Linked DNA regions of Sus scrofa: all the other regions are linked to region 3. A link is a contact called in public Hi-C and promoter capture Hi-C data. All regions are on one chromosome and are shown on one strand. Each heading gives the region's core, a stretch centred on a gene start, on an enhancer-like site or on the middle of the called end of the contact. The rest is flanking DNA. Distances are from core to core; before and after follow the strand shown. Region 1 holds the start of LOC100154873 (carbonic anhydrase 2). Region 2 holds the start of CA3 (carbonic anhydrase 3). Region 3 has its middle 71 kb from the start of C4H8orf59.

Evidence for each region. Promoter capture Hi-C pulls out the DNA fragments that hold promoters and counts their contacts. Hi-C and Micro-C count contacts between places; a contact is called where the count stands out from the background.
Region 1: a promoter capture Hi-C map of liver shows a contact between it and region 3, with 7 times the contacts expected there. The contact joins the promoter of LOC100154873 here to the enhancer-like site in region 3. A contact is called at or near these places in 2 of 5 promoter capture datasets (both in liver), 12 of 47 Hi-C or Micro-C datasets (brain, embryonic fibroblasts, epiblast stem cells and 5 more) and 1 of 2 datasets of contacts at active chromatin or transcription factors (skeletal muscle).
Region 2: a Hi-C map of liver shows a contact between it and region 3, with 8 times the contacts expected there. The contact joins the promoter of CA3 here to the enhancer-like site in region 3. A contact is called at or near these places in 1 of 5 promoter capture datasets (liver), 20 of 47 Hi-C or Micro-C datasets (alveolar macrophages, embryonic fibroblasts, epiblast stem cells and 8 more) and 1 of 2 datasets of contacts at active chromatin or transcription factors (skeletal muscle).

The regions. Positions count from the first base shown.
Region 1 is chr4:51,209,794-51,213,611 of Sscrofa11.1, reverse strand. It overlaps LOC100154873 (carbonic anhydrase 2), which reads left to right and starts at 2,176. Exons shown (of 7, transcript XM_001927805.2): 1 at 2,176-2,461; 2 at 3,570-3,767. The coding sequence starts at 2,428. It overlaps MIR9858 (microRNA 9858), which reads right to left and starts at 2,029; the gene lies at 1,952-2,029.
Region 2 is chr4:51,235,855-51,239,805 of Sscrofa11.1, reverse strand. CA3 (carbonic anhydrase 3) reads left to right here and starts at 1,945. Exons shown (of 7, transcript NM_001008688.1): 1 at 1,945-2,044; 2 at 2,771-2,968. The coding sequence starts at 2,011.
Region 3 is chr4:51,396,443-51,400,458 of Sscrofa11.1, reverse strand. No RefSeq gene overlaps it. Among named protein-coding and RNA genes, the nearest start is that of C4H8orf59, 71 kb to the left of the region's middle. Within about 2 kb of position 1,973, at least 6 of the 83 cell types and tissues checked have an H3K27ac peak or open chromatin away from gene starts, as enhancers often do. A contact at or near this core is called in liver, where this site is marked.

The sequences.
Region 1 (3,818 bases), core at 927-3,426, 190 kb after region 3:
GAGCGACAAGAATTCCAAGCAGATTTGAAAGCCTGACGACCTTCACAGAATCTTGAGAAACCATGTTACATTCATAGATGGTAGTGTTCACCTCTTTGCACTTACCAGCTTTACATCCCCAGGGCTTAGTGAAGAGTCTCATGGCAACTGTGAGGCCCTCTTTTTTTTTTTTTTTTTTTTGTCTTTTTTAGGCTGCACCCATGGCATATGGAAATTCTCAGGCTAGGGGTCGAATCCAGAGCTGTAGCTGCCGGCCTACACCACGGTCATGCCAGATGGAGCCGCGTCTTTGACCTACACCATAGCTCATGGCAGTGAAGGATCCTTAACCCACTGCGCAAGGACAGGGATCTAACCGGCATCCTCACAGATACTAGTCAGGTTTGTTACTGCTGAGCCACGACAGGAACTATCGAGGCCCTCTTCTTTTGAATTAAGTAAATATTTGAAAATTATGCAAAGAATCAAAATTATTGTATAGGAGTTCCCGTCATGGCTCAGTGGTTAATGAATCCGACTAGGAACCATGAGGTTGCGGGTTCGGTCCCTGGCCTTCCTCAGGGGTTTAAGGATCCGGCGTTGCCGTGAGCTGTGATGTAGGTTGCAGACGTGGCTCGAATCCCGCGTTGCTGTGGCTCTGGCGTAGGCCGGCGTCTACAGCTCCGATTTGACCCCTAGCCTGGGAACCTCCATATGCTGCGGAGAGCGGCCCAAGAAAAATGGCAAAAAGACCAAAAAAAAAAAAAAATTATTGTATAGCCTCCATGAGAGACTATGCAGCTACAAATACAAAATTCTCTGTAACTACGAACTACATTTTGTGATGGTCCTAGAAACCAAAAATAGCTCATTGCCTAAGAATTCACTGGTGACATCCACCCAAAAAACCCCACAAAGAGGTACACACTTTCCTGGAGTCTTAGGACAAGACCAAATGTATCTAAATCTGAATCATTTCTGTTTGTATGGAATTGACTGAAATAAAAAAGTAAATAATGATTTTAAAATCAACATTGGAATAATTTACACTAATATTATAATTTATCCTTTTATTTATCTATATGAGTGATGTCAGGGCTGTTAGACTTGTGTGAAACTGTGTCCTGCTGCCCCAAGTTTAACTTTAATACTATGCTCTTAGTGATCTCAGAGATTCACAGGACAGAAAACCCTTCTCCCCTTTTTGTGACAAAGTCCCTTGAGGGAAATGAATTCTGTTCACACCTCAAAATAATCCTGACTTAGGGCATTGGGTACAGGAGAAACGGTGCCTCACATACCCACGAAAAGGAAATGAATAAGGGCAAAATGCCTAGGGCCTAGGAAAGCCACAATGCTGCCTTGACTCAAAAATGTCCACTCTTCAGTTTCTTTGAATTAGTTCTTAGGTATGCCAGATGCCCACTTTCCTTTGTCAGCCAGGGAAAGTTCTTATCTTTTTGCAAGACAGTCTTTCTTTTACCCAATTCCTGTGAAAAAAAAGTGATTTTTAGAAGTTTTGATTGCTTTAAATCAATACGTACTCCACTAGGAAGTCTCTCCTCTAAAGTGTATTTTGAAAGAGAAGAAAGAAGGTAGAATGAACAAACATTTGGTGAACATTTCAAGAGACCTTGACAGCTTTCAAGGAAATGCATTCTTCGGACTTGAATCGAAGACACCCTCTCCCTCCTTCTTGGTTTATTCCGCAGCCTTCCAGCAGGGGGCGCGTAGTTCTCAGCGTGATGCTTCTCCCTCCCTAGCGCCTCAAGGACCGTATCCCTATTTGCCCCAAGGTCATAGCTCCTAAGCAAGCCCGGGACGCCCGCGAGCAAGCCCTTGGAGCTAGAGACCTCGGCGTGGGTGGGGCCGATGGGGCGGGGCTGGAGTGCTCCTAGGCCAGGGATGCAATCACAAAGGGGACAGGGGATCAGAGATACCGGACGCGGGTCCTCAGCAGTCAGCGCCGCCGCCAGCCTCAGCGCTCCGGAGGGGGATGGGGTGCGTGTAGACGCTCCGCAGCCCAGTCCGACTCAGGAACCCCGGAGCCGCCGCCGCCACGCGCGCGGGGAGCACGGAGCCTCGTGGAGGCCCAGGGACCCGGGGCCGGGACCCGAGGTCGGGCCGCAGGCCGAGGGGAGACGAGTGGCGGGAGAGGAGCTCCTGAACCTGGCCCAGCGCCCGCCGAGAGGGCGTTCTCCCCGCCCCCGGAGCCTCGCCCTCCTGGCCCGCCCCGAGCGCGGGGAGATCACCTCCGCCCGTCACCTCCTCCCCCAGTCGCCCAGGTCCACCCAGGGCCCCTTCCCCCCGGCCGCCCCCGAGCACGAAGTTGGCGGGAGCCTATAAATACCAGCGACGGCGCGACCCGCGGACATACGGTGCAGGCGCTCCAGCAGCCGCCGCTAGACCGGCGCCAACTCCTGCCCTGCCCCTACCAGCGGCACGACCATGTCCCATCACTGGGGATACGACAAGCACAACGGTGAGTGCGGGCTGCGGGCGGGGCGGCGTCTGCGCCTGGGGCTCCGGGCCCCTCTGGGGCCCAGCAGCGCACGCACCTGCTATTTCCCGCTGCCGCCTGGAGCACCCGAGGCTCAGGTGCGCCCCCGACGCCTTGCCCGCGCGCCCGCGGCTCCCCGGCGCGGGATGCCCCCAGCTCAGAGCCGGAGTCCACTGTCGAGGAATCCCTGCGTCCAGCGGTGGCGCGCGGTGCCGGGGGAAGGGGGCGCGCAGAAGCAGCAGTGGGACCCAAGGACAGCCCTTCCCGGGTCACGAGCCGGAGACCATCCTATTCCGACCCAGGAGGAAACTAGGGCGAATTGTAACGATACATTTTAGTTATTGATCGCAGAGAAATTAGGGGACCCTATTTTCCCCCTACCTTACCCTACCCCCAGTTCATCTTCAGCACCACTTGTGGCTGAGACTCTCAGCACGAAGTGTCCCGGGGCATTTTCTTGGGGTGGTTTGAATCCACTGCGCTGATTTCTGAGTTTTTCCTTCGTCTCTCCGCTTCTAATGTTAGGAAGTCACCAGGAACCCGGCTTTATCGGCGTCACAGATCTGGGTTCTCCTGAACCAGCAGACCAAAGAGAAAAATGTGTCTAAACCACCTTGAGCCTCTTTGGGGGTTTGGGGCTTTCTAGATCGTGGGAATCCTAACCATTAAAGCAGGGTTGCCCTGCCTGAACAGTGATTCTGACCTTACTGATCTAGTAAAAGGACAAGAGAGAGGAATCCCCATCTGCTGGAATGTCTTAAGTGAGCTTGCATCGTCCAAATCCTAATCACAAGCCTAATGTCAGTCACTCAATGGCAGTAAAAGGAACATAAAATAGCTAATATTTATATGGTGCTCACTACTTGTTCTAAAAGCTTTTACGTATATTGATTCTGATTCTCACATCAACCTTTAATACAAATGAGGAAACTAAGGCACAGATTGTGTTTCACTAAAGTTATTCAGCTGTTAATTATGCCGCCAAAATTAGAGCCAGACAGATTGGCTCCAGAGCCATTGCTCTTTTCTAGGGGTCTGGGTTTGTCCTTCCCCACAGTGGGGGGTTCACACAGTCTCTTTTCAATCTCAGGACCTGAGCACTGGCATAAGGACTTCCCCATCGCCAAGGGAGATCGCCAGTCCCCTGTTGACATCAACACCAGCACAGCTGTTCACGACCCTGCCCTGAAGCCTCTGTCCCTTTGCTATGAGCAAGCGACTTCTCAGAGAATTGTCAACAACGGCCACTCTTTCAACGTGGAGTTTGATAGCTCCCAGGACAAAGGCGGTCAGTGTTTAAAAAATAACTTGTGCATTTCAGCCAGTGGCTGTTTTCGCA
Region 2 (3,951 bases), core at 696-3,195, 160 kb after region 3:
CTTAGTGTTTACATGCAATTATATGCTACTTGGCAAATATTTACTTTATTATTGCATTGTTCAAGTCTTTTTAAAATTTTTGTTAATGACAACGCATGTTTTTAAAACTTTTTCTATGCATAAATAATCACAATATGATGAATTCCTGGACTGTTGGACTTGCTTGCTATAAAGACAATTAAAAATTATATTTGTATTACTACGTATCAAATGACACAAAATTTAGTTACCAACCTTCTAATCACATATACCAGAAAAAGACAGACTGAAACGATTTAATGAATTGGAGCAAGATCATAGTTTGCTAATACAAATAATTATGCACAATATAAGCTCCATTAACCACAAACTACAGAACCACACCATCACGGCAAAGCAAAAACTGGCCCAGATGTGCCAACTCAGTAGCCTTTCTAATCCAACACTGACATATTTGAGCTCAGAGTCTAAGGGCATTTGCATTGCTGTTTGCCTGGATTTTCCAAACCATCTTAGTTCTTGATTCCACACCGCTATTGTGTGGATCAAATAATCCCTAGTCACAAAAATACGCTAGGGAGTGACTCCCCTGGCGTCCAGGTTATGAGCGTGGTCAGTCATTCCACATGCTTTGAGGATGAGCTATCTTTACCATGATGAGAGATTTCCTTTTCAAGTTTTGTAATCTCCAAATACAGAATCTTAGCATCAAGAAAAGTCAAAGTAATTTTAAAAATGTATACTACAACCTTATTCAAAATATCATTGAAATTAGGCTGATCTCTTCTTGCTGCCTTTACTTTTTTTTTTAATTGAAGAAAAATTTTTGCAATATACTCTTAAAATGTAAATATCTTGCATTTCTCCTTCAATGTGAACTATAACCAGACATTTAAAAACGTGTTTTTACCACGTGCACACTGGATATGCCAGTTCAAGTCTACTTTTGCGTGGGTCACTGTATCATGAGACAACTTGGGAGTGCTAGATCAGAATACAAAGCAATTCTGGAAAGCTTTTCCTCTTTTTTTCCTTTCAATCTTTCATTATGTCTTGGAAAATGAAGTCATACGTTTTAAACGGTATGACTCACTTTAGGTGCCTGGCTTTCCAACACTCCAGAACATTATCGATTTTTCCTGAGGAGAGGTACAGCCCACAGAGTTGGTAAATCAGTTCCAAACTCCTGCTCTATGGTAACCTGGATCCAGACCTCTTCCATATTCCCATGACCCAGCCCTGGCGTCCTGCAGACCAAAGGGACCCGCTTAAATTGGGGAATGCCGCTTGGTGTGGTTCAAGGCACCCTGCATCTTCAAGTCTCTTAAAGATAAAGGAATTAAGAAAACCAGCCCTCCGGCCTCTTTTGTCCCATCCTTTGCTCCTAAGATTTTACAAGTTGCCTGCAAAGGAGTCAAACATGGGTCAGGCAAACAAACGTATTCTTTCCAGCCACGGTAACCGGATCGCTGGAGCGAAATAAACCCGCAGAAGCATCCAGAGACCGCAGCCAGACCGCCAGCCTGCACTAAAAGCAACTTCTAAGAGCTGCTGCAAGCGCCGCCTGAGTGCAGCTTTTAGTTGGACGCTAGACACGACTACCCCACCCTATTCCCCCTGCCCCCCCCCCCCAAAAAAAAAAACTGCGTGGAGGAGGGACTGAGGGAGGAGGAGGCGAAAGTCGCCTGCATTTCTGCACGTTGGCGCCGGTGGTTGGAAAGCTCTGCAGCTTTAGGACGCTGGAGGGAGGGATAGAAGAGCCAAGAGCGGCGCCTGCAGGGAAGGAGGGGGGGGGGCTCCGCCCAAGTGCCCCCACCCCGACAGCTGTGCAGCTCTTGGAATTCATTGGCTTCCCCCACCCCGCCTCCCAAATACCACCCCAATCCTGTTTAGCCCCCCGCCCCACCCTCGCTGACCTAATAAGGCCATGCAAGTGTGTGGGGGGAACCTATATAAAAGGTGTGGGTTCGCGGGGACAGTGCACGGCGTGGAAGAGAAAGCAGCAGCCGTCCAGTGCCCACGAAGACGACCATGGCCAAGGAGTGGGGCTACGCCGACCACAATGGTGAGCTTGAGATGGTGCTGTTCAAAAAGGGGGCAACTCTAGAGAGTGCATTGAAAAATGGGGGAGGCGGAGTCGAAGGAAACTAATGTTCACTGAGCACTTACAAAGTGCCAAACGCTGCTGACCCCTTTTACCTTTATCTCACTTAGTTCTCCCCAGTGTGAAGCTGTTATTACTCCCATTGGGGGAAACCAAAGCACAGAGAGGCTGGGTACCTTGTCCAGGTCACAGAGCTTCTGACTGAGAAGTCAGACCTCTGAGGTCCAGTTCTGACTGTCCCCTTCTCCCTGATCCTGGGCAAGCACTTAACCTCTCTGAGCCAGGTGATGATATAAGCAGCTCTGCCTGCAGCTCCTGCCTACCCATGGGAAAAGAACATGGGTGTGCTCTGAAATCCATTTGGGGTCGGTGTTATTTTATTCCAGCTCTAGGATAGAAGAGGACATTAGTAAAACATGTGATGAAGTCCATTTCAAAAATAAGCCTTTGAAGCTATCTTCTTGAGCAAGTAGAGGAAATAAACAGAGTTAAATACAGTCTCCAGGTACACTATTAACAAAGTTATGAAAAGGTCTTAAACTGTGAGCCTTGGGTTGCCTAATCTGAAATCCAGGATCTTTCCGCAATCATTGTCCAACCCCTGTGTATTTTACTGGTTTAGTCAATTAGAAAGAAGGCTTGGATTGCACCACCAAATAAGTAAATCCCCTCAATTTCATTTTCTAGGTCCTGACCACTGGCATGAACTTTACCCAATTGCCAAGGGAGACAACCAATCGCCCATTGAACTGCACACTAAGGACATCAAGCATGACCCTTCTCTGCTGCCCTGGACAGCATCTTATGACCCTGGCTCTGCCAAGACCATCCTGAACAATGGGAAGACCTGCAGGGTTGTATTTGATGATACTTATGACAGGTCAAGTAAGTATGACACTTAAATAGAGACACATGGACCATATTGGCAAAATGTGATTTATGGCACAACGACAGAATTAGTAGGAAGAGGGGGCTCTTCTCTGAAAATGGAAACGACATTTGAATATGCTGTAGTCCTGAAGAATTATGTTTATACATTGGAGGGGAATGTCTCACTTTCTAACCTTGGCCACTTTGCTCCTGCAAAATGGAGCAAAGGTAAAAGCTGGCAGTGCATAGTGAGGTGCTGGTAGTGGGTCCAAATGAGTTTTCTTGAGGCACTGATAGTCTAAACCTGAGAGGTTTTTTGCTTCTTAACCATGGCTCGGAGAGTAAGACCACCATTCCCACACATGGCACAGATTCCATTCTACAAAGCAAGGAACACAGCAAAGACACCAAGTGGGTAATGTCTTCCCCTAGTGTGTGAGTGGGGGCCAATCCAAGGGAGAGAGCAGACTCACTATATTAGTCAAGAAGACCTAAGCCTTCTATGCATCAGTGGAGTTCATTTGACTAATTTTGCTGAGTGTTTTTGAAGAATCTGACAATTTCTTCTTGAGTTGTGATTTGTATAAAAATGAAAAATTGCATGTTTAAAAAAAATCTCTTTATTTCACCTGTACTCTTTGGCAAATCAGTGAAATAAAAGGTTAATTAAAAATGTTTTATTTTACTGTAAATGAGGTAAGAACCTAACTTTAATATTTTGTTGCTTGATGTACAGTTATACACTTTCTTTTTTATAAAAAAGTTAAAATTATCCTTGCTGATGTACACAAATGAATATTCTCAGTAATGTTGTAAGTAAAGACTAACGGTCATGCTTTCTACCTACTAACAGTTTCCAAGTAAGGAATATCATAGAAATGTATGTTTTCTTAAACCATAATCTCATAACTATCTGTTAGCCTTTCCCCCTTCTCCATTTAAATCCAGTTTCATTCTGGAGAGTAAACAACAAAATTAAACAGTATCTATTAAGTTGA
Region 3 (4,016 bases), core at 724-3,223:
CATTCTGGAACATAGAGATTGTTGTCAGTAATACTGTGTTATATATTTCAAAGTTGCTCAGAGAATAGACTTAAATGCTCTTATCATAAAAAAATGAAATGATAATTATGGAACATGAGAGAGGTATAAGCTAATGCAATATACAAATGTATCAAGTCAACACATTTTACACCTTAAAATCACACAATGTTTGATATTTTTCTTTCTTTCCTTTTCTTCTTCTCTGTTATTATTATTTTTGCTTTTTAGGGCCACACCTGCAACATATAGAGGTTCCCAGGCTAGGGGTTGAATCAGAGCTGTAGCTGCCGGCCTATGCCACAGCCACAGCAATGCAGGATCCAAGCCGCGTCTGTGACTTACACCGCAGCTCACAGCAATGCCGTATCCTTAACCCACTGAGCAAGGCCAGGGATCGAACCTGTGTCCTCATGGAGCCTACTCAGATTCGTTTCTGTTGAGCCACGATGGGAACTCCCACAGTATAATCTTTACTTTTCTGGAGTAGTTTTGTGCTGCTGAAGAAGACTGGGTGTAGGCTATTTTTTTTCTTTTTCTTTTTTTTCATGACCACACCTACGGCATATGAAAGTTCCCAATCTAGGGTTGAATTGGAGCTGCAGCTGAGCCTGTGCCACAGCCACAGCAACACTAGATCCTTAACCCACTGAACAAGGCCAGGGATCCAACCTGCAACCTCATAGACACTATATCAGGTTCTTAACCCACTGAACTACAACGAGAACTCTCTGAGTGTAGACTTATATGTCAGCTTGGCATCATATAGAGTGTGCAGTGCTCCTTAAAAAAACTTTGACAAGATTTTTGCAGCCGAAGATGTGAGTTAGTACAATAATGCATATACATATATGTTCACAACTTATTTACAATCATGCTTTGGTGCTTTGAAAGGCTTCTTCAAGTTTTCATGCCATGTGCAAGAGTATAAATCTTACTGTCTAGTTGATTCACTTGCAGTCCCTCCCTCAGAGTTTAATGGATGCCATATTTTCAAACTGAGGCAGTCTTTCTGCTCTGGACACCAGATCTTCCAAAACAACACTGCTGGTGTGAGAGAAGCACTAAGAGAAAGGAAGCACAGGAGAGGATGGGGAGAAGGAGAAAGAGGTTCTTGCAGTAAATAGTCAGCATTTGAAAGGGAGAATATGTGGTGAAAGAAAAGGCATATTTTAACAGGAATTAAAAAATAAAACTTCAGGAGAGTTCCCACTGTGGCACAGTGGGTCAGTAATCCAGATTGTCTCTGTGGAGGGGCTGGTTCAATACCTGGCCCAGAGCAGGGGTTTAAGGATCCAGCATTGCTGCAGCTGCAGTGTAGTTCAGCAGTTCTGGCTCATATTTTATCTCTGGCCTGGGAACTTCCACATACCACAGGGGCAGCTAAAAATGGAAGAACAAACGAACAAACAAACCCCCCAAAACTTTAGGAAAAAAAATTGACGTGGGCATGATCTCTTTAAAGGATGAAAAATGAGGAAGTTATAGGGCAGCCCTGATCTGTTCCTATTGTTAACCCCCAGGTGGTGCTGTTGGAGAAGAAAAGCTGATTCCCTCTGGAAGTAGGCAGGCCACCAGGAGATTGCATACCATGGGCCTTTAACACAGAACCGACTTCGACCTGCTAGTGCTGGATTCCAGTCCCTTCCAAAGACTCCCTTGGCTTTACTTTTTAGTATGAAACAGAGAGCGTCGCATTTGTGTCATGAATAAGTCTGCCCATACGTGGGGTCCTGGAATTCCTTCTCTCTCTCTCTCTCTTTTTTTCTCTTTTGTTCTTAACTCCTTTCTCCCTTCTCCTGCAGGTGCATCTCCGGGCTACCATTCCCTCAGGGTGCATCCCTGCCACCAGCTCTTGGTAGCTCTTAATCCTCTGGGCACCATACCGATTCCACTGGGCTATTCCTCTGCCCCTGCCAAGGGAGAGAAAGCTGGGGAAGTACTCATTAACAGAAAACCTTTGATATATTTACCCTCTGTGTTCTGCCTCTGCTAAGCACACAATCAGAGGGAGCGGCCTCAGGTTGAAGCAAGTTTGTCTGTTAATTTCCTGGAGTCAGTGCTGCTTTCATGCTGGGTGGCTCTTAACTGGTGCTTCTATAAAGGTCGTCCTTTCCAGTGTTTCCTATCAATGGCAGAGTCTTAGCTGTGAGTTGTTCTCCTTCTATGCAAAAGGGATGGACTAGATGTGGGCCGGGGGTGGTGGGGGCGGGGGGAAGGGTCTTACAGCAGTGCTCAGGGTCTGTTAGCAGGTATCAGAATTACTTATTAAAATCTTTTTTCTCAGAGTTCCCTGGTGGCCTAGTGATTAAGGATCCAGCATTGTCACTGATGTGTAAAAAAAAGAAAAGTTTTCTAGAGGTATCTGTGTTTGTACACATGGTCCTTTTCTTTGGCACCATCTCCCTCTTGGTAGAGTTAGATCACTTTCTTTTTTTTGGGTCCTTTCCCGCAGCATATGGAAGTTCCCAGGCTAGGGGTAGAATCAGAACTGCAGCCACTGGCCTTAGTCCACAGCCACAGCAATTCAGGATCTGAGCCATGTCTGTGACCTACACCATAGCTCACCACAATGCCAGATCCTTGATCCGCTGAGCGAGGCCAGGGATCAAATCTGCAATCTCATGAATACTAGTCGGGTTTGTTACTGTTGAGCCACAACCGGAACTCTAGAGACCATTCTTTCTTCAGTCCTCATTCTCTGTTGAATCAAGACCTCATTCCTGCCTTTGAGGCTCAAAGACTTCATTAAAGGCACTAACTCCTTGCTCACTTAGCTTTCTTCCCTCAGATCCCCTGTAGATCCATCTACCACACACATGCCTCCTCTCCTCTGGGGCCATTCTTCCAATTAGGGGAATTCAGAACCCAAAAAATTCACAAAAGTGTTCACCAAAAATTAAGGGAGCATAATTAGGATTTTTCTAGAGAAATCAGGTTCTTGCTTTCTCATCTAAGAGAAAAGTGGATTTTTTTTTTTCTTTAGCTTTTCTAGGAAAGGTAAAGGCTTTTGGAAAATCTTCAGGGTTTCTGGCCCTCCCCTCCCATATTGAATCATCCGGGGCCAATCTGAATACTTCATTCTGCACATTTTCAGATCTGAGGTTAAGGATAGTGGTCACAGAGGAGTACTCTTTCTCATCAGCAGGAAGGAGGAGTAAGTGCAAAGACTTGTGAGCCTTGGCTCTTGCTAATCTCAGGTCTCTTGCTAATCCACACAAAATGAGCATAATATTGACATAGTGAGTTTGCTGTGCATCTTAGACAAGAAGAGCTTAAAGGAATTATCACAGAGAAACTCAAGAAATCTTAGTGTTGGAATGAACACCATCTGTCAGCCAGGGCGATGGAAGAACAATCTAGTAGTTCCAGATTCCTTTTGGATTCAGGCACTAGATGTCACTGCTGGTGTTTGGTACTTTCCAAAAAAAAAAAAAAAAAAAAATGGTTTAAAAAAAAGTTCTAAAGGGAAAAGACAAGGGTGGCTGGAGACTGCTTTCTTAAGAAGATAAGCCCAGAGCATCCCTTCAATATCCTAGTAAAAATGAGTCAGCTCTGGAAAAGTTGAAAGGCTTCAATCAACATATTTAGATATCAAGTAAGCCACTATGGTTTGTTGATTAACTGACTGAATTTGATTCAAAAATAAATACTGTTACTATATTTAAGATGCTGCAGCTTCTGATGTAAGGCAATCAGCTTCAGAATTCAGAGGTTTGAATGAGAAGGTGGAGTGAGAATGTTAGCGAATAGTTAAATAACAAAAGGAAGAAAATCTGTAAGACATCAAGCATCCTACTGATCCTGTATTTATAGGACAGGTAACATATAAATATAGATCTTTTTCTTCCCATTAAATATTTAGTCACTGTACTTAAATGTTGAAGCCTTCTTATAAGTACCTTCTCTGATCTATATGTGTATAGAACATCAGTTTAAGTGAAAATATTCTGAAGTAAAAATTCCCAAATTCAGTATACACACACGAAGAATGGAGA